2 separate regions of the Mus musculus genome follow, and region 1 is linked to region 2. The links are chromatin contacts, called in public HiChIP or PLAC-seq maps. All regions are on one chromosome and are shown on one strand. Each heading gives the region's core, a stretch centred on a gene start, on an enhancer-like site or on the middle of the called end of the contact. The rest is flanking DNA. Distances are from core to core; before and after follow the strand shown. Region 1 overlaps Rassf8 (Ras association (RalGDS/AF-6) domain family (N-terminal) member 8). Region 2 overlaps Gm38475 (a long non-coding RNA gene).

Region 1 (6,130 bases), core at 87-2,586, 180 kb before region 2:
TGGGCAATTGGGCACATGCACACACACACACACAAGTGTGCACACACATACATACACATATGCACACACAAATGTGCACACATGCACACACAATCATGCATGTACATGTACACATAATTGTGCACACACATAAAAGCATGCACACAAGTGTATATACAAGTGCATGCGTGCACACACACACACACACACAGGCTCATGAATAAAAATATTTTAAAATAAAAACTTCTCCATTACTTAAATTCTTCAGTTTTTCTGGGAAGATTAGTGTTAATTTGTTCATCATCAAAGATTCTCTCCTTAGGCGATTTCCTCTGTGATAGCATGGCTGTCTCTGTGCCAAGACTCTTCTCCCTGATTCTAGGCAGTTGTGGAGTCTCCTTGTTTTGCTTCTAGTTGAGCCAACTGCTAGAGGTCCCTACTGTTTGATTCCCCTCTCACCCACATGCTCCAGGACAAGCTAGTTGGTCTTCAACTGCCACATATGTGAGGTCAGCCAGCAGATAATGCTGAATACATGCCTGGAAGGGTGGCTGGGCTGCCTGTACTGCTGGCCAAACTTATAATCTTTATTTCTAACCACTTTCTAGGGAATCTCTATCCAGAACTGAAAATAACACCTTTAATTCCAGCATTCGGCAGGCAGATCTCTGTGAGTTCAAGGCCAGCCTAGTCTACAGAGCAAGTTCCAGGACAGGCAGGGCTACACAGAGAAACCTTGTCCTGAAAAACAAAAATCCTTCTTTCTAGCCCCAGAAACATCTACATTGTTTACCACACCTATGACTCCCAGGTCTCCCAGACTGAAGGGAGAGTTGGGACTTTGTCAACACTGTCACCAATGTGCCAAGCCTACACAAAGCTGAGTCCTTATTTTACTTAAAGTACTTTTGGACTTTAGATAGTGACTCACCATGAATCCCAGGGCTCACAGAGGCCAGTGGTCCTGACTTTAAAGTCAGTACAGACTCCAGATGGTTTCCAGACAATCTGTGAAGGACCAACTGTGAAACTTCTGGAAAGAGCAGGAAATGTGTTTGTAACGGAAGAGTCTCAGTCTTTTGTCATACACATATTTTAATTTGTGCACTTAAGTTGGCAAGTCACACTGCCAGTTAAATTCACTAAAACAACACACCTAATTTGCTAGCTAGCATTCAGTGGAACAGATTCTGCAAGATAAAAATGTCACCAATATGAACTGCAGTTATCCTGGGCTATTTTCCCAGAAAATAAAATCAAATGAGAGAGATTACTAAGAGCTCGGGCTTTCTAGCACAGAGGGGAGGCAAAAGACAAGATGCTCAAGGCAAGGCCCACAGAAGCCAGGCAGCTGCTCTCTGTGCAACTGACATGGTGTGGCCACAACTGCAGCCCTTTCAAGTGAGGTCACCTTGAGCGAGGCTGCTGTGCTTGCTGACTGGTAGGAACTGAGAATCCCTCATGTGAAAGGCTCTGAGGAGCTCAACAGAAGGACCCTGATAAGCAGGCTGGAAAGGAAAGGTCTCTCAATCTGGTTTCCAACACTCATTGCTGATGACCGTGGCCTGCTCACTTCAGCTTTGAGCTACTTCTAACTATAAACAAGCAGATCTGATTATTGCCTATGAAAGTTAAGAACCAAGTTAGGTGCAGACACAAATGTGGCAAAAGGGCTGCTGCTCTGAAGAACCCCAGTGGGGAGAATCAGCTCATGAGGAGCAACAAGCAGGAAGACAGTGGGCGATCTGGAAACCACAGCTCTCCCAGGCACTGCTGCCAAGCCAGAGGTCTTCCAGGTGTGCACCATCAGTGGGAGGCACAGCCACCCAGCTTGTGCCACCACAGCAGGTGGAAGGGAATGCAACAGCCTGAACCAACCTACTGCTTTGCAACAAAGCCCACACCCTTCAGGACACCTAGACCAGTTCTATGACTTTACTATGCTATCTCCCAAGATTCTCCACCCATCCAGTTTTGTGTTGATATCTAATTTGATTCTTAACTGCTCTGGTCAATTGCAGACCCAGCCACTCCGAGTTAGGGAAGTAAGTTCAGAACATAGAAGTGACAGAGAAAACTATCAGTGATAAGCACTGCAGATTAGAGGCAGGTTATAGCCGGGCTCAACCTGTTCAATGTCCTCAAGGAGGAGAGGGGAAGCAGGGTGTGTCCTGGACCAGCCTCTACCACATCCTCAGGCTGCAGTGGTCTTTCCCCAGCTTCCCACCACATCCACCTCTGCACCACTACCTGACATCCCCCCTCCTCCTCTAACTTGGTTTTTGGTGTGTGCTGTCTTCTAAGACACTCCTCTACTTCTTAATTTAGCGAGTGACACACACTTAAGTATTTCCTATACTTTATGGAGCTGAACTGGGGCCTTGCACACGATACCTGAGCAAGTGTTCTACCACTGAGCTGCACACCCACCCCAAGCCTTCATTTTTGGGCAGGGTCTTTCTCTGTAGCCTAAGGTGGGCATGAAAACACTAGACAGTTCAGGTTGACAAACACAGAAGTGCTAACCCCTTAGTCTCCTCAGTGATGGAATTACTGGTGTGTACACATACCCAGGTCAGTCTAGGGGCAGGGGTTGTTTAAAGTTTAGCTTTTGCTAAATGATAAGCTTTCTAAGATGCAGAGGTCCTTCTCTTTGTCAACTACTACACAAATAGCTTCCTCAGCATCACATGAATGCTGTGGCGTCTGTTGAGTAAACATAAACAGGCGAGGCTCTGATAAACTGTACTGAGACACTGAGCAAGGCCAAGTAACTCTAATTCAATCTCAACACTTCCAGGGTACGGTCTGAATAATCAGAAATTTTAGTTTAAAACAATGCAAGCAGAAACAACCACCACCTGCGGTTTTCATAAATAAGCTTGCTAGCAAACACAGGTGGACAACGTTTAGAAGGCCGTCTTCACCCCAGGGCTGGAATATTATAGCTCGCCCTGTTCATGCCACTCTTCCCAGCCCCAAGGTACATGGAACCAGAAAACAACACAGCCACCTGTAGTTTTCCAGGGACTGTGATCTCTGAACACTGTGCCTCCACCCTGCAGTTCTACTTGGATGGGGCTTCTCCCATCAGGCCTATCTTGAGTAGATTTTCCTTTTAAACTTGAGGGAACTCTCAATTTTCCCCAGGCTAACTTATCTTTCCTCAAGTGTAGTTCTGGCTCCATGATCCTAGAATTGCTCAGATCCCTGGCCCCTCCTCCTAACAGAGCACTTGGGAGAGAAGGCGGGTTATCACAGCATTCGGACAGACTGTGAGTGAGCTACAGCACTGTCCTGTGGTGAGCTACAGCACTGTCCAATCCACCAGCACCAACGGCACACGTTAAGATCGTGTTCCTGAGCTCACGTGCACTATCATCTCACAGAGGCAGCCAGGGTACAGAGCTGGCCCAGGGAGAAGCCGTGACTTCTGCATGTGTGGACGTCACACTAGGGAAGTGAGGGTTGCTTTAGAACTACTGTGAGCGTCGAGGATTGTCTTGTGTCCTCCATTCCTGCACTGGCCTTAGGAAGGATAGTTGTGGAAGGTATGTAGGAGCAGTTTCCTGCCTTTCAGACTTTATGGACTACACTTAAACCTCAGGCCTCTCTTCTAGGGAAAGCGCTTCAGAGAAGACATTACAAATCACTTCAGCCCACCGCAGCTTATGTCAGGCTTCCTTCAAACAGGCCCTTGCTCTGTGGGCTGGCAGCACACTGCCCACCTCACAGCTGGGCAATTCCTCGCCCTCTTCCTCCTGCTGCTCACCTGCCCACCTGCACCATCCAGGGAAACCATCAGTCAGAGGGCGTGTGCAGCACGCTGAGAGCGATGTGCAGCAGGAACGTTTCCTCTGCCTTCAATTTCCCTGGCCCCGAAGCGTGCTGCCCACCCTGGGGCTGCATGTCCCACAGTGTTGCATTGATTTGCACCCAGACCTTGAAATCACGTGGTTTCACCTCCAGGTGATGCCTTTTCTCACCCTCATTCAGAGAAGAAGCTAAGCCAATGGAACAGGAGCTCTGTTTTAGTCCCTTAGTGCTCCTATGGGGCACACTATAGGCTGCTGGCGTATTAACAACAGAAAGTTATATTTCCATGGTCGAGAGATATGGCTGGAGGTCAGGTGGGAGCTACTTTCTGCCTCTCGGGGGTCCTCCTGTGCCACGTCTTCACACGGTTGAGGAATAGTTAACTAGATTCCTCTCTTGTAGTTAGACAGTTAACTCTCATGGAAGAGCATGAGGGATCTGGATCTGCCTTCACAACTTCATCACCTCCCAGACTTCACCTCCTCATACACACCATCCTGGGGCGGCGGGGGGAGGGTGTGTGTGTAAGGGGGGGGGGGAGAGTGTGAACTGTTCAAGTCCTAGCAGGCCATCCCTCCCCTCCAGCAGCCACACTGAGGAACACTGCTGGAGCACTGCTGGAGCACTGCTGGAGCACTGCTGGAGCACTGAGGAACACTGATTTTCAAATGAAGTTAAGGCCTCACTGAGAACAGTTTCACTCAGACTCAGACCTGAAATTAATCCTTAGTCAGTCTGCTTGGAAGATAACATTGTATTTAACTGCCTCAGGAATGAACGAATCTGGGGACCAAAGGGTCAGCCCATGACAAACTAAACCAACAAGGCCGAACCTTGTCCTCTGACCCCAGCAGACATGGGCCACAGGCACAGCTGTTTTGGTATGGCCCCAACTGCTTGCTTGCTCAATTCCCTTTCCTATGTCCCATGGTCTAATCTAATTGGCAGGCAACTTCCCAGGCATGGATAAACCTGCCGCTGTCTCTTCTGAGCCAGGAATATAATGGGGTGGTAGAGAACATGTTTATCATTCAGGAGGCCCTAGGTTCAATTCCAAGCACATAAAAATAAACACAAACAAACAAACAATAAAACAATCCCGCAAATAGTATCTTTCTTTAGTTATAAAATATACATTCATCACAGAAAAAAACTGGAAAACAAGCAATAAAGGACCTGGACTCAAAGTCACCAATAACATGACTGCAGTCTATAATCACGCCTGAGCACACCACATGGCCCTGAGTGAGCGATCTGGCACTAAGGAGTGCAGGTGAGATTTTTATGAGAAAAACCAAATGGTCAGAACAATGGGACCCCTTAGAAGCTGAAGCCTGGGGTTGCGCTGCCTAATTCTCCACCTGGCACTGGCTGCATGTTCTGCTTGAGACAAGACAGTGAGCTCCTTCAACAGACAACTACATCAAAAACCCAAGGAGAAACAGTTGCCCTACATGCATACCCAATAGACATCCAACATGGCGGGACGCTGCTTTCTAGAAGTCCCATGATCTACTTGCAGGGAAGACAGCGTGAACCAGACCAGGAAGCCTCACTCCTGAGCTCTCCCATCTCAGCTGCAGACAGAACAGATGCTACTCTGAGAAGAGGGAAAACTCCCCTGTGTGGGTGCTTTTCACACTCACTAGTCTATGTCTGCTGCATTTAAAACATCGTTCTGAAGTGTTTTACAAATACTGTTAATCCATCATCTCTGAACACGAAAACCTCAGTGCCGCTCAAGTGCTAACACAGACATGATTGCAGAAACAAAAGGACTAATAAAAGCAGCTGAGCAGTGAAAGTTCCTTTTATTTTCTTCATCCCCTAAGCCACTACCCCTCACCTAGAAGGGTCTGACCCTCCCAGAGTCAGGGATGAAGGCCAAACAGCAATGGTGAGCCAGGGCACAGAGGGAGAGACTCAGGAACTCTCATCGGAATGTGTGGGACGACGAGCACGCTGAACAAAGCATGGCCCAGGTGAGCTCAGGGGCCAGGAGACTGCCAGGAACAGAAAGGCGGGCCACAGACGAATGCACCAAAGCCTTGAAGCACGGCCAGGAGTGAGCCTGGACACCAGGGACCACTTAGGGGTCCCGCAAGGCCACAAAAACATTATGAAGAAGCCTCTGGTCTCGGGAGACTTTCATGCAGACAAAGCTGCTCCACTTTTGAAAAAGACGCCACACAGAACTCCCACAGCAAGGGCATTACTGGCTATGGAGCTTCAAAGAGCCTACTTCCACTCCTTGAACTGCAACGGGGGACTGACTGCGAGTGAGCTCACAGCCTGCTTAGTCACTTTGAACTGAGGAACAAATGAGCCAACAAGA
Region 2 (5,759 bases), core at 235-2,734:
TATTCCAACAAGTGGGGTCAAAGACACTGGGTTAAGAAAATCAGAGTTATTCATTGACCATGTTAAATGGTAACGTCACACAGCACTGTTACTTCTAAATCTTTCCAGACCTCTAGGCTTAGGTGAGACTTCAGTAGAGCCTTAGAGGGGACTCGCTTCTCTCTCTCTCTCTCTCTCTCTCTCTCTCTCCCTCTCCCTCTCCCTCTCCCTCTCCCTCTCCCTCTCCCTCTCCCTCTCCCTCCCCCTCTCTCTCTCTGTGTGCCTTTCTGTCTGTCTGTCTCTCCCTTCCTCTCTCTCCCTTTTCCCTTTACACTACTTTGTTTTCCTATGAACACTAATACTACTTAATAAAAAATTTACATTGATTTATTTTTTTTCATGTGCTACACACTGTAACAAATATCTGGGATAAATCAACTTAGAAATAGGAAAGGTATGTTTTGACTCAGTTTCTGGTTGCCTGTTCCATGGCATCCAGCTTGTGGTAGCAATGCATTGTGGAAGGAGAAATCTTGTTCACCTTGTGGTAGTCCGGGAGTAAAGAGAGAAAGGGAGAGGGCAGGATCCGATTCTCCTAGCAAACCATGACCTCCTGTAGCTCCAGAGGCTGGGTACCAATCCTTATACACAACTCTTTGGGGTATAGTCACGACCCCTGCTATCTCATTTGTGTGAGACTTTAACTTCAGAACGTAGAATAAAAGCACGTAGTGTGGATGATCCACCAACCACTACTACTAATTGAAAATCTGAGTGAATTGTCATTTGCACGGCACCTGTTGTGAAGTAAGCACTGGGTAGATAATAGACTGCAAAGCAGTTCCCAATGCTGGTGCCTTACCTGGAGGTGGCATTGTGCAGAAAACTCTGTGAGCATCAGGGCAAGACTAAGGAGGTCGCATATTCTCAACAGCCCTCTGCCTTTTGGGCCTCTGGGCTGCTGCCAAGAAAGCAGCGCCTTTCATGGGGTCAAGAACCTTGAGGCTGTTTTGATTAATTCTTTTGAACTTGAAAGGTGCCTTTGATGTTCTTTGGAGTGTGTGAAGAGAGCTAGCATACAGGGAACTCTGAGTATACTGGCCAGTCATGCTGTTCTGTGTCCTCTCGGGTTGCGGGTTACAGCAGTATGTGGGACCGAAGTCGGCTCTCCTCCACAGCAGTCCATCTATCCCGCCTCACTGAATGACTGGGGTCTGGCTTTGAATGATCTCTCAGTTTCAGTATGACAGCTCTTGAGCACTCCCCTAGAGATTTGTTGTTTCTCCAACCCAGCTGCTCTTTCCCCAGCAAGCACGGAGTACAAGTTACTTCGTTTTGAACACAAGAGAACCCTTAGACCACTAAAAACAGAAGCAGAATCTTGGCTGCTGATGTGGAACCTGGGTGCTGTGTGGTGCAGAGCATTGCACTCTGGGAAAGAGCTTCAAGGAAAGCCTCACCAGCCCATGACAAAGCAGTGCTCGGTTTCCTGGGAAGGCTGTAACCCTGGCAAGGGAACTGCATGCACAGACTCCTCCCAATATGTGCTATTCAACCTTAGTGTAGGATCCCAGCCAGTGTGCTCAGTGGATCCCCGGCTTCCTCGTAGGCATCTTCACTCTGCTTGCAGGGTTGATAGTAAAAGCTCTGGGTCAAATTAACACGGCGCTTTGTCAGTTCATCTGTAGCCACTCTCTCACAGAGGTATTTGCATGTATGTGTAACAGAACTCATGTCAGTTAGCCAATCAGCTAGCATGCAGGGCTTCGTGTGCTGTGGCATCCTCAAGCACACTTCGTAATTTCCTACAAGTACCTTGCTGCTTCTGTCTCACATGTCTGTATCTTAGACTCCACAAGATGCCCTTCTTGGCTCCCAAACCTACAATGACAGGAACTGTGAAGTACCGACACACTCACATGCAGTCTCGCCTATGTACACTTACACACATGCTCACACAGTAAGAGGCAAAAGAGAACCTGACACGTCTGTCTCCATGTATGTTGGTGTGTGTGTGTGCATTCATAAAACAACAATTAAAGAAACGAGGTCATACATTTGAGAGAGAGCAAGGGAGAGAGTCTGTGAGAGGGGAAGTCTTGGAAGGAGGACAGGGAGGGGAGAAGTGATATAATTTCAAGCATAACTTATTAAAAAGGATCCTGAGATCTAGATCTGCTCTGAGGTTTTGCCATTTGCCGGCTTGAGAAGGCCAAGCTGCTACTCGATTTGCTGATTTGAAGTGGCCAGAGAGCAGAGCATAACCATTTCCACAACCACCCCATTTTTTAACATGATTTGTGTGTGTGTTAAAAATAAATCATCAACAAATAAATGTCTCAGCAGGCACAGCCTTTGCAGCACCTCGCTGTTTAAGTGGAGCTAAAATAGCAGTCCAGGGTAGAGCCCGAAAGAGGACATCGTGTGTCCCCTACTTGGGCCTTAAGCAGCAGCAGGTTAAGACCGGCACAAGAAAGTACCCAGGAGCCACGTAGGAGAGAGGAAGCAAGGGAAAGGTTAGGATGGACATGAAGAGGCAAGCGGGAATCTGCCTGCCCTGAGCTAGGTTGGTCCTGATGATAAAGGGTGACCTGGGTGCTGAAGGCATGAACCTGTCACAAGGTGTCCCAGATTCTGAGCAGCAATCTGGGAAATAGGGAAACTGCTTGGCTCATTTGGAGCTACCAGAATGGAGAAAGCATTGTTTGTATGGCCATTTTGATTATTTATTATATTGGAGGAGTCCAGAAATGGTGACTGGGATTTTCATACCCCACGGTTCTGACACCCACGTCAGCTCCATGGTTCTGTCACCCACGTCAGCTCGTAGTTCTGTGCTGTTTCTCGGGGACAGAGATGACACAGTGGTTATTGAGTCAGTGAAGTTAGGACTTAGATTTAGATGTAAGTGCTTGTGTGCTATGACCTTGGAAAAACATTGGCTCCTGCAGGGTGCCCTCATCTCAGGAAGCTTCGAACCATGATCCATCCTGTAACCTCAGCACCCAGAAGACGGAGGCAGAGAGACTCTGCCATCTTAGAGGTTAGCCTGGGCTCCACAGCAAATTTTAGGCTAGTCTGGACTACAGTTGAGACCTGACCCCCATTCCTCACCCAACCCAAACACACAATGAATGAGAACCCAACGCTGTGCCCACTCTGAGGCTCTGAGCTTGAGTGAAGGCACTTGTGAAACAACATTGACTGTCCCTCTCAGGACCAAATAGTTCTGAGTTCTCACCCCATTTTTACTCAGGCGGAGAATGCCAAGATAGGTCCAGTGTACACAGTGTGAACTTATTCAACTCCTTATTTGGGAGCAAAGGACTCACCTTAGAATCGAGACAAGAATATTCTCTTCAGAATCCTCAGAAACCCCATCTCTCCAGCAAATTAATCACCATTAGAGTTCTCATGGTCCAGGCAGCCTCAAGAAGACAGCCAACTCTCTATGTTCTTTAAAATGAAGTACTTGGGGCTGGGCCAGTGGTTCAGAGTCAGGAACTCTCGCTGCTGCTCCACAGGACCCGAACTTGGTTCCCCAAACACAGAACGTGCGGCTCACACCATCTGTAACTCCAGCTCTAGGGCATCTAATGCCTTCCTCTGGCTTTGCAAGCACCAGTGTCCTGGAGGCACACAGACCAACACACATACACACACACATGCACATGCACACGCACACACACATACACACAAATAAACCATTAAAAATTAAATACTCAACAACCAAGAACATCTTACATATTTTTAAGTATTAAGGGTCAAAGAGAGCAAATGTGTTCAAAATACATGGTCTAAAATTCTCAATTAATAAGAAAATATTTTTAAAAGAGTAGCAATAAGAATTGGCATCTGTACATTTGCCAGGAGTTTAAGATATAAACTGCACCCCAGATTTCTTTGCGATCTCCTAGAGATGTCTGTCTGGTTCCATCTTTACTGTCGTCCCCTAAAGGTAGCTATAATCCTGGACCTGGGGTTTCTTCTTTTTACTATGTATGCAAATGTTGTCTGATATGTTTTAGTTTTTAAAGGACATTTCTGTTAATGGATTTTTAACTGTTTGAATATTTGATGTTTTAGCCAGTGCCACATTATTATTTAGCTATCAGTCAGCCATTCTTCTGTATGTAGGTTATCTCAGCACATGTCTGTGCCTGGTTCTGTGCCCTCCGCCGTTGTCTGCTCCTGGCTGGTTCCTATTGTTCTCAACATGCAAACCCCTTCCTATGTGTACTTGTATTCTTGGTTTTCTATCCCCAGGAATAAAAGTCTGACTCGTGTCACATACACACACACACACACACACACACACACACACACACACACACACACACACACAGAGAGAGAGAGAGAGGGGGGGGGTGGGGGGAGGATTAGTTTTACCACTACTAAACAAAGTAAATTGTTTTTGAAACTGGCACCAGCTTATGTATTCCCAGGCAGGGCTGCTTTCCCTAGTGTCCTCTGGTGTAAACTCTTGCTAAAATGGGCTATGCTCCATGCTATGTTTTTCTGCACCATTAGGAGGGTGGTGGTATCTTGTTTTGGTTTTAAGGTACATCACTCTGTTGACTCGTGATGCCAAGCATATTTTTATATTGCCTAACACTGATTTATCTTTCAATGTTTTAAAAAAAACTTGCCTTTGTACTTAGTGTGACTGCCTCAATATGCAAGTGATTCTCACTGAGTCAGGTAGAAACCCTTATAAGATGGGGTTGTCCTGGAGTGACCCAGCAGTGTTTATAAAAGAGTTAATAACATTTTGCTAGTCTCCCTCCTGACATTAATTTAAAAATACTGCATTCAGTTATTTACAGAGTCAGAGCAATCACCATCTGCCCAATAATAAACTTATAGGTCAAGGTCTGGCACAAAGAGGTCTATGACTATTTCAGGGAAAAGGATGTGTGTGTGTGTGTGTATTTCATGTGTGTATTTTGTGTGTGTGTTTCATGTGTATATGTATTTCGTGTGTGTGTGTGTGTATTTCTTGTGTGTGTGTGTGTACATGTGTGTGTATTTCATGTGTGTGTGTATTTCTCGTGTGTGTGTGTGTGTGTGTGTGTGTGTGTGCATGTGTGTGTATTTCATGTGTGTGCATGCTCAGAGAGGTCAGGTGCTGTTTATCTTCCTCCATTTCTCTTTACCATCTATATTGAGGCAGAACATGCCTCACTTGAGTCCAGAGCGGACCTATTTGGCTAATGCAGCCAACCAGCTCACCCTGTGGATCAACTGTTTCTGCGTCCCATGTGCTGACCAGGGCGGTGCCCGGGACCACCTGCCCAGTCTTTACACAGGTTCTGGAGATCTGAATTCTCATCCTTGTACTTGCAAGCTAAACTTTTACCTATTGAGACATCTCATTAGCCCCAGAGTTTACATTTATTTTCAAAATTCCAAAGGAAAAAGTTGGAATCACAATTTCAAAATTACCTAATAATCACTGATGTGAAGAGCAGCTGCGCCCTGACTAGTCTAGTGGGTGCTCTTCATATGTAAAGTTTAAAAATGCCACTGAACATTTTACCTGCTGAACTCAGGGAGGGAATGAGATCAATTTCTCCTACTCCAGAGCCAACCCAAATTATTCTAGTTCAGAATGAAATGACTTATTACTACAGATGATTCTTCATCAAGCCCACAAAGAAAAAAGAATTACACAACTCTGTATAAGGATTGCTTCTTTGTCTTTGAACAATCTGCTCTGAATTTCATTAAATTGGGCTGAGCAAGAATGGGGGACCAAGAATTAGGGAAATGATGTCAGC

The links. HiChIP or PLAC-seq counts read pairs in DNA pulled down with a chosen protein or histone mark.
Region 1: a contact with region 2 is called in an H3K27ac HiChIP or PLAC-seq map of heart atrium, with 3 times the contacts expected there. The contact joins two enhancer-like sites. A contact is called at or near these places in 2 of 484 Hi-C or Micro-C datasets (the G1E-ER4 cell line and uterus), 2 of 115 datasets of contacts at active chromatin or transcription factors (embryonic fibroblasts and heart atrium) and 1 of 9 other capture datasets (pancreatic islet).

What each region holds. Positions count from the first base shown.
Region 1 is chr6:145,756,082-145,762,211 of GRCm38.p6, reverse strand. The region is part of intron 1 of Rassf8 (Ras association (RalGDS/AF-6) domain family (N-terminal) member 8); the gene reads right to left. Among named protein-coding and RNA genes, the nearest start is that of Gm15704, 11 kb to the right of the region's middle. Within about 2 kb of position 1,336, at least 47 of the 459 cell types and tissues checked have an H3K27ac peak or open chromatin away from gene starts, as enhancers often do. A contact at or near this core is called in heart atrium and uterus, where this site is marked.
Region 2 is chr6:145,574,241-145,579,999 of GRCm38.p6, reverse strand. The region is part of intron 1 of Gm38475 (a long non-coding RNA gene); the gene reads left to right. Among named protein-coding and RNA genes, the nearest start is that of Gm38475, 37 kb to the left of the region's middle. Within about 2 kb of position 1,484, at least 32 of the 459 cell types and tissues checked have an H3K27ac peak or open chromatin away from gene starts, as enhancers often do. A contact at or near this core is called in heart atrium and uterus, where this site is marked.